Linked DNA regions of Mus musculus: regions 1, 3, 4, 5, 6 and 7 are each linked to region 2. A link is a contact called in public Hi-C and promoter capture Hi-C data. All regions are on one chromosome and are shown on one strand. The core of a region is the stretch at or near the end of the contact, and the rest is flanking DNA. Distances in the headings are between cores, read along the strand shown.

Region 1 (2,700 bases), core at 68-2,567, 1.8 Mb after region 2:
ACCCTCTGGCTCAGTCCTACAACTAAATTGGGGAAGCCCAGAGCAGAGTCAGTCAGAGTCCTAATGAGTCTGAGGGTCTCCAGAAGACAAAACACACCATAAAAACCTCCATGAGGAACCAGCTGTAGCTTAACATCAGTTTGGACTAAATGCAGACATCACCGCGGTAGCCAAAATTATATTAGCTTCGAAGTTCAGAAAGACCGACTGCTAGGTCTATGCTATGGAGCTGTACAAAAAGCTAGGAGCAGTGAAAGAGAAAGGTGATTCCTTGATTGATTTCTGGTCCCACCCCCAGGGTTCCCAGAGTTGAAACCAATTCCAGTTCTGCTGAGTCTCAGGTCTTAAGCTTTCCTTTCTCTCCCAAGGACTACCCACTTTTGGCACTCGCAGCTGTGCCCTCAAAGCTGACTTGGCTATAATCATGCACTTGGTTGCTTAGAAAATACCTTTCTAGAGGTGGAAGAGCGCTTGAAAGTCATTTATTCCGTGGTTGGTGTGTGACTCAAAGGGATCAAAGGCTGGCACAGTATGTAGGAAGAGCGGGCTTGTTTTCAGGGAGAGGGAGGGGGAAATCCTTAACTTCCTCACAGTGCAGAGGATCTCTTGCGTTAACCCCTAACAGGTTGAAGCTTCCATATGAACATTTCCAGTGGTGGAGAAATTTACTCCATCCACTTTACTCTTCAGAGTCCTGATGGAATGCTTTGTTCACCAGAATTATAAATTAAAAAAAAAAATCTTTTTTCATCTGGAGGAAATCTATGTACCCAAGGCTGGTCTCAAATTCTCACCTTTTTATTTCAACATGCCTGCGCGACCGTGCTCGGCTAACTTGTATCTTTAGACTACTGATCTTAAATGAAGTTGTAAAGTTTCCCCTGTCATTGCTTAAAGCCTGGGTGACCTGGTAGCCATTGGGAAGCTGCGTAGGAGTGCCAGGAGTCTCAGGCTAGCCTGAGCTACATAGCAAATTCCAAGCTAAGCAAGGGTTGCATCGCGAGACCCCGTTCCACAGAACCACAACAAAGATATAAAGGCAGCTACTCAGCAGTCACTTCTCCAGATTAAGCGTGTCCAGTTGCCTTTTTTTTTTCCTCTCCTGTAGATGACTTCCCAGCCTTCCCAGCTCACAGTCGATTTACAAACAAGACCACAGCGGGAACTGAGAATTCCGGATACGCGTGCGCGCGCCAATTTGAGCGGTGCGTGAGCGGACGCAAGCTCTGAGCGGTGGCCAATAGGCGGGCGCGCGCCTCCCCCAGGTTTGCTGCGGACCAATCACAGTCCTCTCCTGGAAGGGGGTGGAGTCATTCCAACGGTCTCCGCGGTTCCGCGTGAGCACAGCAGAGGCGCGCCGCGGTAAGTGGGGCTGCTGACGGGTGCTGCGAGTGCCACCTGAGGGAACGAGCCCGAGGTCACGGAGAGTCTGGGGAAGGAGTCCCGTTTCTACCCGAGCGGCCCTGGGAGGAACACGGCGGGGAGAGCGAACCGCCCTGGGCGCGCCAAGGCTACCTCCAGCATCTGCCACCTACCCAGGTTCTGTGCATTGATTATTTATTTACCTCAGGCCTGGGACACAAAGAATTTTACGAAGAGTCAGTGCAGTTGTAAAAAGCTTACGTTTGCGGGGAGTGGTTACTGGAAAAGAGGCTAACAACGCCGGTTTAAAAAAAATTAAAAGGAAAATATCTTTTGAAGCCGTAGTGTAAGGAACTCTGTTATGGTTGTTTGGTTGAGGGTTTCGTTTTGTTTGTGAGACAGGTGTCGCTGTAGCCCAGGCTGACCTGGAACTGACTTCTACCTAGGCGCCTCCAGTGTCTATGCCCCCAAGCCCCGGCTCTGTGAAAACCCTTTATATTCATAAAATACATGATAACACATGGCTTTTATACCAAAGGACTTTTTAATTTTTTATTTACTTTTCTTGTATATGAGTGTTTGTCTGCATGTATGTATACACACCACGGGTATGCCTGGTGCCCTCGGAGGCACAGGACGGTGTTAGTTATGAGATGTCAGATGGATGTTGGGAATTGAATCTGGGTCCTCTGGAAGAGCTGCCAGTGCTCTTAACAGCTAAGCCATCTCTCACCCGAGAAGACTTTGTATATACCAATTGTTATCATAGTCTCATGGCTTCTTTGAGAGAAACTGCCTTTTTCCCCCTCGTTCTAATTTGATTAGCATGCCTTTCCACTATGTTCTTATTTTATATAAAGATACAGTTTACAGTTGTAGGTAGTTTTATTGTAATTGATTGCCCAAAGACAACTTTGAGGAGAGCGTTCTCTCCTACTGTGGATTGCTGGGATTGAATCAAGTTGTCAGGCCTGTGCAGCAAGGGCTTTAACCCGCTGAACTGTTTTTCTAGTCCCCTGTATTTACAAGAGTTTTGTTTCGTTTTACTGAAAATAGTCCTTCAGATTTCTGTATAAAATAGCAATGCTTTGGCTGAACAAGTCATGGGGAGAAAGTCAGTAAGCAGCAGCCCTCTGTGGCCTCTGCATCAGCTCCTGCCTCCAGGTTCCTGTCCTGTTTAAGTTCCTGGCCTGCCTTCTTCCTTCAGCAGTATACTGTGATGTAGAAGTGTAAGCCAAATACTGCCCCCCCACCCAACACACACAATGCTTCCCTCACCCCACCCCCAATAACAAGGCTTCATTAGGCTTAAAACGATAGAGGCTGAGCACATGGCTT
Region 2 (2,700 bases), core at 35-2,534:
TACTATGAAAAAAACGACTCATTGCTAATTACGTTTTCCTAAAGCTTTTAGGATTAAGAAACCAGTTACTGCCAGACACAAGTAATAAGATGTTGTGGGGGCGTAAACAGTAAAAACTCTTGGTTTCAGGGAAGAAAGAGCTTGTTCCTTGCTCAACAAGTCATGAGGATCAGCTGACCCTCCCCCAGGGCAGCAAGATTCTCCTCCTTAGTGTAACCACTACGCTCTGTGATAGCCACTTGGTCTTTGCATTGTGGATTAAAATGAGAATAAGAAAGTGAACTAAAGACCAGGCATGGTGGTGCATGCCTTTAATCTCTTTGCTGGAGAGGAAGAGACAGAACTAATAAGTTCAAGGCCAGCCTGGTCTACATCGCCAGTTCCAAACAGTCAGGGCTCTGTAGAGAGACCCGGCCTCAAATAAACAAATAAATAGATAAGTAAGAAAAGAAAAAAATAAAAATAAAAAAGGAAGAAAGAAACCAAACTAGTAAGAGATAAATCAGCCAGTACTTGGTTGGAAGGCCGAGGCAGAAAGATTGTGGTTAGTTTGAGGCCAGCCTGAGCTTCATAGTAAAATCTGTTTCAAACAAACAAAATCCTCCCCTTATTACAGTAATTAAAATTAATCAGCCAATATTTTTCAGAGGACAAAAGTCACCAATGTGTTATCCTTCGCCGGATGCTCTACTCTGTGGCTCTTGTTACTGAGGAAATAAGTGAATTGAACGCGCTGTTTCTGAGTTAGTTAACAGTTATCTTCCCACCTGTGACTTCAGCTTGCTAGTAACACCGCGTTTTTCTTTCTGAGGGGTATTTTGTCAAATGGACCCTGAAAGATGTCCAAATTAGATCACAGGCAATGCTAGAGACTTAGAAATCCTAAAGCAGAGGGGACAGGAATGTGTGAGTGATTCAGTTTCACTATGATTCACTAGGGATGATGTGTGTCTTAGCACCAGGCGAGTTGGTTATACAGCACTGCCTACATCGTTTCACTCCAGTCTTCCTACGCCCTTAATAGGAGAAGACCGATACACGTGTCAGATAAGCGGATAATTTGCCTAGCAATCGGATCCATAAAAAAGGGCTCGGGAGAATTCTCGGGTTCTCTTGAAACCCACTCACCTCCCCAGCCATTCCCTTTGACCTAGAGGGTGGGGCGCGGAGTCTCCTAGGAGACCAGAATGAACTGACTGCGCAAGCGTACATCCTAGGTCCGGCTGATGCAACTCGCCGCGTGCGAGCCCCGCTCTACCCCGAGTAAGGAAGCCGACAGGGACCACAGACGCGGCCAATCAGAGGCCACGCACGAGGGTGAGGCAAGTCCGCCTCTCGGGAGGCAAGGGTGGGGGTTCGGCGAATGACGTGAGGCGCCGCTGGGCGGTAGGGAGTAGACGCCCTCGGTCCTCCGTCTCGCCCTGCAGCTTCCGGGTGTGCGGCTGCGGCCATTTTGAGCTTCGCTTCTTTGCGCCCTCGCCTGCCACCCAGCCACCCTTTCCGCCTTGGCGTTTCGCGCCTCCGTGCGGGCCACCGGAAACGCCGCCGTCGTCTCCGTCGCCGCCGCGCGAGGGAGGGTCTTCTCTATGGTGGAGCGATCTCACACGGCCTAGGACGTCTCCTTCCCTAGCCGGGATGGACCTAACCGCGGTCGCCACCGCTTGCGCGGGCCTCTGGGCCGTCCGGTGCAGCACTCGTTGCGGAAGCCGCCGCTCTCTGGGCCTCCTCTGCCGGCGCGGGAATCGGACTGCAGTACCCACTCCGTGGCTGGGCAAGGCGGAGACTGTGTAGACCTCGGATCCAGCCTGCGCTGACGCCGCTGAGCTCTGTCCTCCTCCTGTCTGAGAAGCCGCCAAGGAAAGGAGATGGAGACAGGAACGCACAGGGCCCGGAAGCGGCCTGGCCCTCGGCTGGGCTCCTGGTTCCGGCTGCCCTTCCTTCGGCGATCGCACGCCTGCTCTTCGGAGTTCCCGCCGCCTTCCTCTCGACAAAATCCCGGGAACTCCGCTCTGCCCGAGCGTCGGACCAGGTACTGGACCAAATTGCTTTCTCAGCTCCTTGCCCTGCTCCCTAGCCTATTCCAGAAGCTGCTGCTTTGGAGCCAGCTTTTCGGGGGCCTGATTCCTACCAGATGGCTAGATTTTGCCGCAAGTTACAGCGCCCTGAGAGCTTTGAGAGGACGGGAGGAATCTGCCGCTCCCACGGTGCAGAAGTCTCTGAGTTCACTGCGGCTGGACTCTTCGGAAGACTTGGTTGTCAGTTCTCTTGATTGGCTAGAGGAGGGACTCCAGTGGCAGTGCTCGTCCTCAGACCTGGAGTTAAAACTCAAGGCCCAGGAAAGAGCTTTAGACTCTGCAGCGCCCACTTTCCTCCTGGAGCAGCAGCTGTGGGGAGTGGAGTTGCTGCCCAGTAGCCTTCAAGCTGGTCTAGTCTCCCACCGAGAACTTGACTCTTCATCCTCTGGGCCTCTGAGCGTTCAGAGCTTAGGTAATTTCAAGGTAGTTTCCTATCTCCTGAACCCTTCCTACCTGGACTACCTTCCCCAGTTAGGGCTGCGCTGTCAGAGCAGCGCTGGAGGTGGCCAGTTTGTGGGTTTCCGAACACTAACCCCAGAGAGCTGCTATCTTTCTGAAGATGGTTGTCACCCTCAGCCGTTGCGGGCAGAGATGTCGGCAACCGCCTGGAGAAGGTGTCCGCCTC
Region 3 (2,700 bases), core at 62-2,561, 1.4 Mb after region 2:
AAACCATTCTTAAGTTTGATCCCTTTTTTTGTTTGTTTGGTTTTTGTTTTTGTTTTTTTCAAGACAGGGTTTCTCTGTGTAGCCCTGGCTGTCCTGGAACTAACTCTGTAGACCAGGCTGGCCTCGAACTCAGAAATTTGCCTGCCTCTGCCTCCCAAGTGCTGGGATTAAAGGCTGTGCCACCATTGCCCAGCTTTAAATTTGATCCTTTTCTAGTGTACCCTGTGTCTAAAATCTTTCATTCCTGACAACCAAATGGTTAATTAAAATGATACCTACGGGGCCTGGAGAGATGAGTCATGGTTGAGTGCCAGCTGATGACTGTTCTTTCAGAGGATCTGGGCTGGGTTCCTGGCACCCATGTGGAAGGTTACAACAGTCAGTAACTCCAGTTCCAGACATCTTGTGCCCTCTTCTGGTCTCCACAGGCGCAAACACAATGCACTTACATGTAAGCCAAACACTTATAAAAAATATCTTTAAATAAATAAGTGGGTGTGCAGTGGTTGTGCATGCCTTTAATCCCAGCTAAGGTGGCCAGATCTGTCTGAGAACAACCAGGGCTACACAGAGCAACCCTGCCTTGAAAAACAAATACAGAGATAAAAGACCCAACATCCTAGACAGCTGTTTCCTAATCCATTTCTGAAATTGTTCTATTATATTTGAGTCTATGACCTTCTCAGGTTACTATTCTCACATACACAATGTCCATCATCATGTAATGTGGGACTAACAGGGGAGCAAGACTGCATTCTAGAACAGTAAGGTGGCTTAATTCCCTCGTTCTGATGTCCTATACACATTGCAAACCTTAGCCTTCTTCCTGTATTATGCCCGAGGGCATACCCTCTAAGGAAATGACGTTTTCAAAATTACTATAAGCAACGCTTTGCTACCTAATAAATGGCCACTATTAGTCTAGGCTTAATATTATCACACTTTTCGCAACACTAAATGTACTAAGCATTATACATACTTCTTACATAGAAAGCAATTGTTTTGTATCTAAATCTTGCTGAGGTGTGACCTGACCCGAATTATCGCCATCTACTCATGAGGCAAGGGAAATATCCCAAGAGTTAGTGGTAAGGCTAGCCATAGTGATTTGCTTAGGCCAATATTAAGGGCGCCTGGGAGACCAGGTATAGTGAAAAAGGATTGTCACAAGTAACTCCTGACACTTCCGTCCGGCAATAGAGAAAGGCGCCTGCGCAATAGAGTTCAGACGCCTGCGCAGAGGTACAGCGAGAGGCACGGGCGGGGCGCCCCCAGGGACCTGCGCCAGCGTAGTTCCGGGTGAGCCAGCTCAGATCGCGCGTGCGCCGTTGTGGCTGATGGTGTGGCGGCACGGCGATGGAACCCTGCGAGCTGCAGAACGAGCTCGTGTCAGCCGAGGGCCGGAACCGGAAGGCGGTGCTGTGCCAGCGTTGTGGCTCTCGGGTGCTGCAGCCAGGGACTGCTCTTTTCTCTCGCCGGCAGGTAGGAAAGTGCTTGATGCTGCTTAGAGTCGCGCTGTCCTGAGCGACCCAGCGGCTCCGGGTTGCTCCTGGTTCCCAGGTTTCCGGAGACCGCGCCCTTCCTTGCGCGTCTTTGCCCCTCCCCGCGTCGTGAGGCCCCGCCCACTGGCTTGGTTGGGGACTGGGACCCTCGTGTCGAGGCACAGTTGCCTGGTCCCCTAAACTGTTCTCTCTCGCAGAGTACTCCCTCAGAGGGTGTGCCTGTCCTAGGCGGCCCACCCGCCCCCAGGCTTTGGGTATCCTGCGCGAGCTAAGGGACGAACCCTAGCCCCCTGTTTCCTGGAGCTCTGGCTAACCTGCTGTACCCCGCAGGTGTATCTCCAGCCACCACTCGGTGTCGCCCCAGGGCACCTAAGAATCACTGGATTTCCTTCCCACCATAGCTTTTATCCATCTTTCAGTCCCTACTTGTCTCATTTGCTTCTCCCCAGAGGAGCTCCAGGATCAAGTTTGGTGGAGAGAATTCACACCGAGTGACTGCTAGTACCCAACTTTTCTAAGTCCCCCGAGATACAATTCCCAGGACGAGGCATTTCGAATAGATTTCGAAGGTTAACCATTCTTTTCTTGCAGTTAGGACTTTTTCATGTAGGATTTTGTGTGTGTGTGTGTGTGTGTGTGTGTGTGAAAGGTTTATAAAGTTAAATTTTAATTAAAGTGAAAGAGAAAGCACACTCCTGATGATAAGAGGTAATCTGGAATCTGAATCCTAAGGGTCCCCCACCCCCGTGTGTGTGTGTGTGTGTGTGTGTGTGTGTGTGTGTGTGTGTGTGTGTGTATGTGTGTTTAAGTTGTTTGTTTGTTTGACAGGGTCTCCCTATGTAGCCTTGGCTGGCTTGGAACTTGCTCTGTAGACCCAGCTGGCCTCTAACTTAAGAGGTCCACCTGGACTCCCCACTGCTAGGGATTAAAGGTATGAGCCGCGTATGGTAGGGTTTTAAAATAAGTGTCTTAAACCACCATCACCCCAATGAGAAAACTGAAAGAAAAAAAAAGTTTCTGAGCCCTTTTTTTTAAGTGTAACATGCGATCCTATTGGATAGTACAAACTAAATTGCTTTCAGACCCTCATTATAAATGGTTTGTAAGAAGCCACTGTTCTTTCAAGTGGTGGAGAGTCACATACAGCAGTGTCTGCTGCAAGAGCGTGTTCTGATGGCCTTGTCTGTGGAGTGGGTGG
Region 4 (2,700 bases), core at 41-2,540, 1.3 Mb after region 2:
GACACACCAGAAGAGGGCATTAGATCCAATTAAGATGGTTATGAGCCACCATGTGGGTGGCTGGGAATTGAACTCTGGACCTCTGGAAGAACAGTGGGTGTTCTTAACTGCTGAGCCATCTCTCCAGCCCCAGGTAATATATTAACAATAGCTAGTTGTTATGAAACTCTATCCATTTGCCAGGCATCATGCAGACACTGCCTTAGTCCTGACAGACCTGAAAGTAGCACCTGAAATGTCCTTAGTCCTGACAGACCTGAAAGTAGCATCATTTCCCTTCGTTTTCAAGGTTAAGTAGTGATTTGGAAGGACTCAGTAATGTGTAAAGATCGGCTGGCTTGGGAAGGAAACTGGATCTACAAGAACCCAGAGTCTATGCTTTTAACCAGAACAAAGTTGACTTCACTCTCCTGGGGCATCCATCTAGCATTTGGTCACCTTTTCTTGCATTTAGAGCAGTAACAGCTGTGCATCGTTTTTTGGAGTATAAGAAAATGAACACTCCCAAAATACTATATTGTGTGGTTCAGTTCCGGCAGAGAAGCACACTATATTGTCTTCTAAGATGTGCCCTCTGGGTCACATGGGAACATGGACTGGCACAGAAAATTGTCAAGCTAGGCTTGTTTGAAATAACTTCTCCCTTTCTGATAAATAACAGGAACCAAAAGTTAAATCAGTTGAGTGAATAGATTCATGGTAGTCGTTCCATACATAGCATACCAGAAGAAGAGAGGGAGGGATTTGGAAAATGGATATAGAAATAGTTTCGGAGCTGTATGGTAGCCCACATTTGAAATCCTAGCATTTGAAAGGCTGAGATAGGATGGCCTCGAGTACAAGGCTCACCTGGGTTGCACAATTAAACCCTTTCTCAAACAAAAATAAAAGTGTGGGTTGGCGTTGTTTAATCCTGCCACTAGGGAGGCGAATCTACAGGGCGAATTCGGGACAGCCAGGGCTACACGGAGAATCCGTGTCTTGGAAAAAGGGGGGAAAAAGTGTTTCTGTACTAGAGATATAGTGGCTTGCCTAGAGGTACAATTCCCAGTACTAAGAGAAGGAAAAAAAAAGTGTTTCGGAGCTGAAAAGCGAGGCCGTGGGGTGGGAAACTAAGATTGCCTTCCCAGCTCCCTACTCCCAGCTCCCTACTCCCCTACACGCGCCCGTCGTAGGCCGGGAGAAGAGGCTTTTGCAGTCCGCCAGTGTAGGGCCAAGCTGGGACAGCCAGAGCCAGCGATTGGTCAGATCAGGGGCGGGGCGGGGCGAGCCTGAGCGCGCCCTGATGATTGGCACGCGCAGGAATGCCTGGATCGGAGCGGGTGAGGTAGCGCCGGGAAGGTGACGCGGCTGCGGAGGTGACGCCGTGCGGTCGCGCGGCCCTTCCGGCGCGGGCAGGGCGCTGAGGATCGGGCGCCCCTCGGCCGCAGGCCGCCTCCAGTGCCGCGGGATGTAGCGCCCGGGCCCGCGGCCCCCAGCAGAGGCAGCCAGCCAGGCCGTAAGTGTCCCGGGGGTGGGCGGGGCGCGGGCCCTGCAGGCTCTGGAGGGGACAGCACGGGAGTGGCCCGCCCCTGGATCGTCGCTCACCGCCCGGCCCTCCGAAAGGTCCTCCGTAAACATTTCCGGCCCCTCCCACCGCGCACCGCCTCCGTTCGGGGGGCTGCTCGCCGCCGTCGGGGCCCGGCAGTCCGCGAGTGCTGTCTCCGCAGCCGCGCGGTAGACGGCCGCGTTCCAGCCCTGCTGGCGACCCCCGGAGTTGAGCCTGCGAGTTGGGTGCGGGAACACCGGCCCTGGGTGGCCGGGAACCCTAAGGCCACCACCGCGATCCGCAGGTCAAACGTGACGGGGCTCCCTCCTGGATAGGGTCGGTCGGGAAGTTGATGGAGACTCGACAGGCCTAAGGTACTACTCAACTAGAATGTAAACAAGATGCCGAAGTGTTGGGAAGGGCCAGATTTCATCTCAGAAATCTAGGGTTGATGGATGCTGGTTTGTTTGAGAATTTGAGTCTCGCACTTGCTTTTAAGAAAATAAAGTGGCTCGCCGTCAGTTTCTGGCGGTTCGTAGTTGAAGAAGCTGGACAAATTTCAGTTTACATAGTTTCAGATGTCAGCGGAGCACTAAGAGACCATGGGATCTTCTATAATAATAATCTGATTATTTCCCTCGGGTCTTTAGCAGACAGACCAGAAAACCCAGCAGTTAAGTTGTGTGGTAAATCAAACGAAGATGGCAATAGGTGGTTCTTTGCAGAACCAAAGCCATGTTGGGATGTGCTCACTGCTTTTTTTTTTTTTCCTTTTGATAATGCAGGGCAGGCTGTGATGGTGCAGTCGCAGTTCCTGAGAGTTTATAGCATCAGTCCACTGCCAGGAACTCAGTCAGATAGGATGGCGCTAAGTGGATTGCAATGTCAGGGTTCCCGGCCTGCAGCCACTGCATTTCTTTATTACAGAAGTAGTTTTTGTGTCCATTTTTTGTGAAAGGTCTTTGAGAAGTCAGTCTTCAAAAGCTGGTGTTATTAGTGAAGTATTAGACATTGGTGTGGGCCTTCAAACACTGCACCTACTCCCGCAGGGTAATCTCCGCTGGGGTGTTCACAGTAGCCCAGAAACGACAAGATTTTTGAGAAAGAAGTAAATGAGTGGCTTTACCCGTGTGAAAGATAAATTAAGGAAGCAGCCTTAATTTCATAGCCTC
Region 5 (2,700 bases), core at 183-2,682, 1.1 Mb before region 2:
CTAGCCCTTAAAAACCTTTTATTAAACATAAATATAGCATAACTTCTGTTTCAAGTTCAGATGATAACTTTCATTTACACATGTATTTCATCAACCTTATTTTTCCCATACTGACACAGAACTGAGACCTGGCCCAGAGGCCCTGAGTGCATGTGCTGGTGTGTGTGTGTGTGTGTGTGTGTATGTGTGTGTGTGTGTGTGTGTGTGTGTGTGTGTGTGTGTGTGTGTGTGTGTGTGTGTGTAAAGGGTAGCGTGAGAAAGAAAAGAATCATTGGTCTTTCAGTTATTGCCTTGGTCGACCATCAGCTCAGAACCTGATCCCTAGAGCCAATAATTATCTTCTCTCGGGGGACCTCCCTTCTCAGCTGGGTTTACAAAGGATGAATCCTTAGGGAGCAGGAAGCTTAGGCACAGAGTAGTATTTCAACACAAGTTCTGAATAACTGGGACTAAGGTCTTCTGCAGATTTGAACTACATTTCTCATACAACATGCACTTACTCCCAACTTACTGAGAAATAGGAAAGGCACTAAAGGGGTAGCGAAGAAGAAGGCAGGGGGCTGTGGAAAGCAGGTAGGATGTGGTCTCATACATGAGCCAACTGGCCCTTGCTGTGACTTGTAGGCCTGGGCCCAGCTGGTGCATTTCATGGAGACGGGGAGGAAGAAGCTGAGATACCTCTACTGCAGAGATGTGTCAGGCAGTCAGTGAGTGATTCTTGTGGATGGAGGAGGAAAGTCCAGACTGACATAGCTTCCTTTGACTGCGGGTGTTGGGCCTACCTGTTTCAAACGGGGCAGAGCGACTTGGGGAAGCATAGAAGGGCCTTGCTGGGTGTGTGATGTCTCATCTTCCATATACTCCCCGTCTTTTTGGCCCTCTAGCCCTCTCTTCAGAGTCTCCAGTTACCCCCTTCACCACTGTGGGAAAAGCTCTTGTTTTCCAGGGTGAGGGTTGATTACAGTAGCCTGGCAGTTTGGTCACTGTTGGCTGAGAGCTGTTTGGAGCTGCGACTTTCAGACATCCAATACTGTTACCAAATCGCTCTGTGTATTTAGAGGGAGCCTGATATGACCTGGAACATACTGCTTGACCTCATTGTGCTCTTGCTGGAAGTAGGCCTTGTGCAGATGCCCACGTATGTGTATAAGCGGTGTTGTTCGGCTCAGCTTCATCTTTATAGACTTTAGCAAATTTACAGCCCCCACGAATTTCAGTCTTTAATTAAATCAGTTATCACTTCCTCTGTGATCCTTGGCCTGGTCAGTGTCAACTTCCTGTTTGTGGAGGCAGCTGGACTCTGGGAAGGCTATCCCACAAACTACAGGCTACACATTTCTTGGTATTTGATTGCAGTGACATCTGACTAGTGTGGATGGCTCAGGAAGATATGTTGAAACCTAGGCCAGTACACTGGAGGTGGGCCTTAGGCGACACAGCCATGAAGAGTCATGAGGGTAAAATCCTGAATGGGGTTAGAGGTTCCACAAGTCATGCATAAGGCACGTGCCTAAAATCCTAGTACTTGGGAGGTAGAAGCAGGAGGATAGAGAGGTCTGGGTCAGTGCAAGCTTCCAGCAGATCTGTAACATATTACACCTTTTCTGTAGAGCTAATATTTAAAAATTAGAAGGTAGTTTTTTTTTTTTTAAATAAGTGGACAGGACCTTTAAAAAGGTCCCCCTGTTTGACCACAGTGCCATCCACCAGCCATCGCTGCTCTCTGAGAACCTGGTGGGCTCTAAAATGGGCAGCATAAGATGCCGTTCTTGCTCTGTGAGAATTCCAATCATCTGTGCACCCTGATATGGGTAGAAATTAGGAATTGAGCCTGCTGCTATTGGTGGCGAATGCCTTTGATCCCAAGCACTTGAGAGGCAGAGGCAGGCAAATCTCTGAGTTCCAGGCCAGCCTGGTCTACAGAGCAAGTTCCAGGACAGCCAGGGTTGCACAAAGAAACCTTGTCTCAAAAAACAAAAACAAAACCAAGTTGTGGTCCTATGAATAGGTTTGGCCCTCATAGACTCATGCGTTTGTGTGCTTGGTACTATTAGGAGAAGTAGGTTGTCACTGCGGAGCTTTGAGGTCTCCTAGTGCTCAAGCTCTGCCTAGTGCGGAGCAGACCCTCCTCCTGGCTGTGTGCTGAAGACAGTCTCCTTCTGCTGCCTTGGGATCAAGATGTAGAACTCTTGGCTCCTCCAGCGCCATGTCTATCTGCTTGCACACTGCCATGCTTTCTGTCATGATGATAATGGACTGAACCTTTGGAACTATAAGCCAGCCCCAATTAAGTGTTTTATGAGTTATGTCATGGAGCTGGGCATGGTGGTGCACGTCTTTAATCCCAGCACTCGGGAGGGAGAGGCAGGCGGGTTTCTGAGTTCGAGGCCAGCCTGGTCTACAAAGTGAGTTCCAGGTCAGCCAGGGCTACACAGAGAAACCCTGTCTCGGGAAAAAAAAAAAAAAAAAAAAAAAAGCTGTCATGGTCATGATATCTTTTCAGAGCAACAAAACCCAAACTAAGATACAAGTTTAAAGCTTCCTCAAGATTCTGCTTAATAAGCTGTGAACACTGCGAGCGCCTCAGTTGACAGTGTGGACGTCCACTCAGCCCTTCATGCAGCAGGAAAGCTACTTGCCCAGGAGGACTGAAGAGAGGGCCAAGGGGTTAAAATCACCCACTGCTCTTCCAGGGGGCAC
Region 6 (2,700 bases), core at 5-2,504, 1.2 Mb before region 2:
GCTGCAAGCAAGAAAGACAGAGGGTGGTCAAGTCAAGGTTCCCACATCATGTTAAAGTGCTCACTCCTAATGTCCTAACTTCTACCAGGTCCTGCCTCTTAAATCTTTGGCATATGGGTCCCTAGGGAACATGGAATCCAAACTATAACAGGAAGTAAATCCTAGATATTAATACAAAGATACTGTGCTCTACTTCTGATTTAGGCATTCAGTCTTGAGGCAACTCGAACTACTTTTTTTTTTTTAAGATTTATTTATTTATTATATATGAGTACACTGTAGCTGTCTTCAGACACACCAGAAGAGGGCATCAGATCTCATTACAAATGGTTGTAAGCCACCAGGTGGTTGCTGGGATTTGAACTCCGGGACCTCTGGAAGAGCAGTCAGTGCTCTTAACCACTGAGCCATCTCTCCAGCCTCCCTGCCCCCCCCCCCCGAACTAATTTTATCTTCTATTAAAAACGGAACCTAACACTTAAGCCCAGACTAAAGGCCTTTCAACATAGCACCTTGTTTAGTTCTAGTAATAAGGTAGCCTTGTATCCTACTCTACTCATCATAAAACTGAGGTGCACAGAGGAAACCTAGTTAAGTACTAAGTGGTGGACTTAGAATTTTGAAGCAAGCGTTTTGTCACCAGTCTCCCTCTTAACCATTAATCACCTCTTTCTCTTTGAAATGCTAATATCAGAAATTGAGGTTTTAATGAGTGTTAAGTAGCTCTCAAAGATCAGATTGGGTAGAAGATATTCCTTGTGAACCCAACTCTCTACTTCAGCAGCGTGACTGAGCCCTGGGAGGTTAACGCTGAAGTCAGAGTACAGGATTTCTAAGATTAAGGTCAAATTTTTGAACCTAAGTAATTTCCCTCCAATTCTTAAGTGACGAATCTGCTGCCTATCCCATGAGTCTTGCAATTAGCTGATTTGCAAAATAATCAAGTCAGGAGAAATTAAATCCATTACAGAACCACCTAGTCCACAGAGAACTCTATATAAATCAGGTTATTTGGCAGGGGGTCCAAGATATAACCCAAGCCGAATCTGCAGCTCTGGCGTGGAAGACAGGGGGCGGGCAATCGGCGACCATTTTTGTTTTGCGGCCGTGCGCTCTCAGCGCATCTTGACTAACAGGACCCCATGGAGGAGGCGGGGCCTATCCGGGAGTGGGGCGGGGCTGGGAGGCGTGATGATTCAAATGGACTAATGACTAGGGCGCATCTGACAGGAGTCACCAATGAGCGGGCGTGCTGGGGCGGAGCGCACAAACCCTACGGGGTTTGGTTGCACCGCGGCTTTGGCGCATTTTCGGCTGGTTTGATTCATCCATTTTGAAGAGACGGGGGAGCGGGGGGCTCGTCAGATCCAGGGACCTCAAACCAGCAGCCGCCGACTCTTGAGAAGCCAGCAGCCCGGGGCTCGGCAGCAGCGGCCCCGCCGGCCGGAGCGGGGGGGTGGGGCGCCGAGTGCGCGGGGAGGGGGGTCCTGGTCCTCGGCTCCTCGACTTGGTCGCGCCTCGACAGCGAACATGTCTCGGCCTGTCAGGTCAGTGCGGAGTCCAAGGCCCGGGGCGGGCCGAACGGGCTGGGGTGAGTGGCGAAGGACCTGGGCAACGGGCCTGGAGTCGTGCTCCTGACTACCACGCGCGGCCTTCTGTCGGGGGCCGCGCGCGCCCTTGCGCGTGGGTGCTCGGCGGCGCGCAGGATGGCGGCGGCGCGCACGGGCGCGTCGCCTCCACCCCGCAGGGTCCGGGTCGGCTCCGCGGCCGCCCCCACCTCCGCCATGGCCCTGGCGTGGGCTTGGCGCGCACCAGGCACACCATAGGCCGCACCCCTGGGCCCTGTTGGAGCCTACGGCCGACCCGGGTGCGAACACGGAGGACTCGGTCCTCCAGAGGCTCGCCGGCTTAGCGTTTTGGCGAGCGAGTTGCTTGTGCCCCGCCGCCCGGCCCCGCCTCCATTCTCGGGGTCGCGGCAGGCCCCGCCTCCTAGCCCGGCCTGGGCGGAACCCACGTTTTCCTTTCCCCTTGGGGCAAAAGTGAGTTTTGACACTGAGCCCCGTAAAATAAGGGCCACAGCCTCTCCCCACTTGGGAGTTCTGAACGCATTAACCCCAAGTTTTCTCTTTCCACCGCTTGCAGACAAATGCCCTTCCTCCAGGGACGTGCTTGTTAACCCAAATCCCGTGTGGTTCTCGTTCCCCCTCACCCCGCAGTACGCGTCTCTTGCTACTTCTGTAACCCTCTCTTTCCCCGTGTGACGTTAATCGTAAATGGACTACGATCCACTAGCGATCAGACTTTTATTCACATGGCTTCAAGAAGTTTTCGGTTTCCCCTCACTCGGTGGGCTCCCCTTTAATGCCCTCCAGAGCTGTTGTATAGAATGTGGCTTGGGTGGAGGGTGTGGTTTAGTCCAATCTATTAAGGCCTGAGAGACAGAGGGACAGAGACCGAGACCAAAGTCAATAGATGTTACTTGTAAAGGAGCTTTACCTGGCCCCATTGCCTTTAGTTCTTAACTATTTTTACAGTTATGAATTCATTTCAAGTTTTGGTATCGAAAGTATCCCAATACCAAGGAGAGGTTTGGATCTGGCAACGGTTTTGTGCCCCACTATGTCTCCTTGACAAGATAATCTATTGGTGGTAGATTACCACCCCTCCCACTCGCGAGAGGGAACTGCGGAGGATGAATTA
Region 7 (2,700 bases), core at 175-2,674, 1.4 Mb after region 2:
AGGTGTGCGCCACCACATCTAACTTCTAACTCTTTCCATTTTTAAGCTGAAGAACCATGGTCTCTGTGTGATAGGATATATCTGTAATCCCAGCGTTTAAGAGGTAGAGGCAGGAGGATGATCAGGAGATCAGAGTCATCTTTGGCTATGTAGAGAGTTCCAGGCCAGCCTAGGTCACATTAGTCCTATTAAAATCTAAACCCAGAGGCTGAGTGATGGTCTATTCTGAAGGGAGGGCTGTGGAGCCACTGATCCTTCCTTATACAGTGGCAGGCAGTCTTTCCACGAGTTTGGTTGCTTTCTAGATTAAAGAAATCGCCGGGCGGTGGTGGCACACGCCTTTAATCCCAGCACTTGGGAGGCAGAGGCAGGTGGATCTCTGAGTTCGAGGCCAGCCTGGTCTACAAAGTGAGTTCCAGGACAGCCAAGACTATACAGAGAAACCCTGTCTCGAAAAAACAAAACAAAAAAAAAAAAAAAGAAATTATGTTTGTGTTCAAGTTCTACTTATGACCTGACTTTTTCTGGGGCCATCCCCCATCTTTGGATTTCATGGTTACTTAACCTCTCAGCTCTTCCATTGCTTCCTCTGAAACACTCTGATCTCTTTCTTTCCTTCAGACCTGTTGTACCTTTTAGCCTGTTGAAAATCTTTGTAGCAGAGACATCTCAGGCTCAGCCTGTTCAGGGGTGAATACATCTTCCCTAGAACATGCTCATGGATGCTTGTCCCAGGGATGCCATCTGTCAGACCCTTAGTACGCTATTCTTCTGGTCCCGTCCTAGTCTAACTTTTATTTCCTACAATTTCACTTTAACCTATAGCGCTGCTGAATTTATTTAGGCCCCATCATTCCTTGATTGGATTATTTCAAGATGCTTTTGCTCAAGTCCAACCTTGTATATGTGTAGATTTCTGTGCAACAACCCTACTTTCCAGTAAATAGACTGAACTGTTGGATTTGGTCAAATGCTTAATCCCCTCACAGACTAAACAATCCCGAAAAGCACTTGCACTTTACACAGTGTCTAGGATAAGCAAGTGCTCGAAGAGTTATTGCTCTCCTCATTACTCTATGTGTCTGTCCTTGCTGCTCCTTGTGTTCAAGGTGTTTTCTCTACCTGGAGAATCCTCCAATTTCAGTACTCTGCTTCTCGGGTTTTACTAAGCAAATCTTTCGTGCCAAAATATATGACGTGATTGATGGATTGTAACTCTGTTCTCCCTACTAGACTGTTAACTTCTTGAGAGGAAGAATTCTGAAACTTCAGAGGTTAACTGAAGCATTAAGGATAAACATCCCAGGCGGAAGGCCCCTGCCCCTCCCGGCTAGGGGGCGGGGCGAGACCTGGCTCGGGGTGGCAGCAGGGACTTTTTTCCTCGCCGTGGCGGCGGAGGAGCACTGCGTGGGGTAGCGGCAAGACGTCGTCGGAGGAAGGCTGAAAAAGCCCTAGGTGTTGCCGTTGCTAGTAGAAGTCGGACCTGTCGCCCGAGCTGTGCGTCTGCACGGGTTTCGGACGGAGCGGAGCTCGCTGCCGCGGTTGCGGAGCCTGCCCTGTGCTCGCCCCTGCCCAGGTCGCGGTGATGGAGCCGGCCACCACGCTGCCCCCAGGCCCGCGCCCGGCGCTGCCCCTCGGGGGCCCGGGCCCGCTGGGAGAGTTCCTGCCTCCCCCCGAGTGTCCGGTCTTCGAGCCGAGCTGGGAAGAGTTCGCGGACCCCTTCGCTTTCATCCACAAGATCCGGCCCATAGCCGAGCAGACTGGGATCTGTAAGGTGCGGCCGCCGCCGGTGAGTCAGCCAGCACCCCGGATCCTGCTCGCGGCTGGGGGAGGGAGCGAGGACGCGCGGCCCGGGAGGCCGGAGGCGCGGGGGCGGGGAGCGGTCGTCCCGCGGGCCCGGTCAAGTTTGGGGTGGCTCCGAGGGTCGGAGATGCGGCGGTGGGAGGAAGGCGCGGGGGCCCCCGTCCCGGGTGGGATGTGGGCCGTGAGGACCGCGGGCTCCGGCGGGGCGGCCGGAGGGGGCTAGGTCGGTGCGGCTCCGGGGGCTGGTGCGCTGCACCGCCCGGCAGCGGTGCGGGCTGGAGTGGTTGGCAGCCGCCGGGGTGGTCGCTGGGGAGTCCTCCCGAGCCCGGCTGAGACGCGGGCGCGGAGGCAGGGCTCTGGGCCCGCACGGCTCCGTGGCTGGTCCTCGCCTCCTTCTCGGGGTGCGGGGGTGTGTGATGGGTGGGGGTGGGGGACTTGCGAGTTGTCGTGTGAGGAGGAAAGTTTTCAATATGGCGGCGGGAGCCCCTGGTCCTTTGTGTGGTGGCGGCGTCGGCCCGAAGCTGCCCTCACCTGAGCGCCCCACCCTCCGGACCCGGGTCCCCCACCACCACCTGGTCCCTCGGCCTCTGGGAGTCCCCAGGGCGAGCTGGGCCAGGGGGCGGCCGGCGCTACTGGGGGAGGGGAGGAGCCGCTGGGCCGGTCTGGAGCGGCTGGTTGAGTGGTGGTGGGGGTGCAAGGGTCGGGGTGGGGGGACGACACTTTGAGGATGGTGGGGGCAGGCCAAGCGGCGGGGGCCCTGATGCTCGCAGGTCCTGGCGGACGCTCCCACACGGACTTGGGGCCGGACTGCTTTGCTCCCGGCGCGGGGGGGGGGGGGAGGCCTGGCTGGGGCTGAGGTGGAGAGGCTGTGCTTGTAGGGGAGATGTCAGACGAGCT

The links. Promoter capture Hi-C pulls out the DNA fragments that hold promoters and counts their contacts. Hi-C and Micro-C count contacts between places; a contact is called where the count stands out from the background. Capture Hi-C pulls out chosen DNA fragments and counts their contacts.
Region 1: a promoter capture Hi-C map of pre-B cells shows a contact between it and region 2, with 5 times the contacts expected there. The contact joins the promoter of Ube2t here to the promoter of Ppp1r15b in region 2. A contact is called at or near these places in 3 of 39 promoter capture datasets (hippocampal neurons, liver and pre-B cells).
Region 3: a Hi-C map of CD4 T cells shows a contact between it and region 2, with 3 times the contacts expected there. The contact joins the promoter of Rabif here to the promoter of Ppp1r15b in region 2. A contact is called at or near these places in 1 of 39 promoter capture datasets (cranial neural crest) and 1 of 484 Hi-C or Micro-C datasets (CD4 T cells).
Region 4: a promoter capture Hi-C map of liver shows a contact between it and region 2, with 4 times the contacts expected there. The contact joins the promoter of Adipor1 here to the promoter of Ppp1r15b in region 2. A contact is called at or near these places in 7 of 39 promoter capture datasets (the C10 cell line, the HPC-7 cell line, erythroid cells and 3 more), 1 of 484 Hi-C or Micro-C datasets (regulatory T cells), 3 of 115 datasets of contacts at active chromatin or transcription factors (astrocytes, bone marrow-derived dendritic cells and embryonic stem cells) and 1 of 9 other capture datasets (adipose tissue).
Region 5: a contact with region 2 is called in a promoter capture Hi-C map of liver, with 6 times the contacts expected there. The contact joins the enhancer-like site here to the promoter of Ppp1r15b in region 2.
Region 6: a Hi-C map of B cells shows a contact between it and region 2, with 5 read pairs. The contact joins the promoter of Nucks1 here to the promoter of Ppp1r15b in region 2.
Region 7: a contact with region 2 is called in a promoter capture Hi-C map of liver, with 2.5 times the contacts expected there. The contact joins the promoter of Kdm5b here to the promoter of Ppp1r15b in region 2. A contact is called at or near these places in 1 of 39 promoter capture datasets (pre-B cells), 1 of 115 datasets of contacts at active chromatin or transcription factors (thymic regulatory T cells) and 1 of 9 other capture datasets (liver).

Annotation. Positions count from the first base shown.
Region 1 is chr1:134,961,248-134,963,947 of GRCm38.p6, forward strand. It overlaps Ube2t (ubiquitin-conjugating enzyme E2T), which reads left to right and starts at 1,318. Exons shown (of 7, transcript NM_026024.3): 1 at 1,318-1,539.
Region 2 is chr1:133,129,882-133,132,581 of GRCm38.p6, forward strand. Ppp1r15b (protein phosphatase 1, regulatory subunit 15B) reads left to right here and starts at 1,285. Exons shown (of 2, transcript NM_133819.3): 1 at 1,285-2,700. The coding sequence starts at 1,866.
Region 3 is chr1:134,493,328-134,496,027 of GRCm38.p6, forward strand. It overlaps Rabif (RAB interacting factor), which reads left to right and starts at 1,312. Exons shown (of 2, transcript NM_145510.2): 1 at 1,312-1,482. The coding sequence starts at 1,357.
Region 4 is chr1:134,414,088-134,416,787 of GRCm38.p6, forward strand. It overlaps Adipor1 (adiponectin receptor 1), which reads left to right and starts at 1,291. Exons shown (of 8, transcript NM_028320.4): 1 at 1,291-1,498.
Region 5 is chr1:131,989,284-131,991,983 of GRCm38.p6, forward strand. No RefSeq gene overlaps it. Among named protein-coding and RNA genes, the nearest start is that of Elk4, 17 kb to the right of the region's middle. Within about 2 kb of position 1,433, at least 11 of the 459 cell types and tissues checked have an H3K27ac peak or open chromatin away from gene starts, as enhancers often do. A contact at or near this core is called in liver, where this site is marked.
Region 6 is chr1:131,909,204-131,911,903 of GRCm38.p6, forward strand. Nucks1 (nuclear casein kinase and cyclin-dependent kinase substrate 1) reads left to right here and starts at 1,255. Exons shown (of 7, transcript NM_175294.3): 1 at 1,255-1,547. The coding sequence starts at 1,531.
Region 7 is chr1:134,558,754-134,561,453 of GRCm38.p6, forward strand. Kdm5b (lysine (K)-specific demethylase 5B) reads left to right here and starts at 1,425. Exons shown (of 27, transcript NM_152895.2): 1 at 1,425-1,789. The coding sequence starts at 1,586. It also overlaps a transcript of Mgat4e not described here.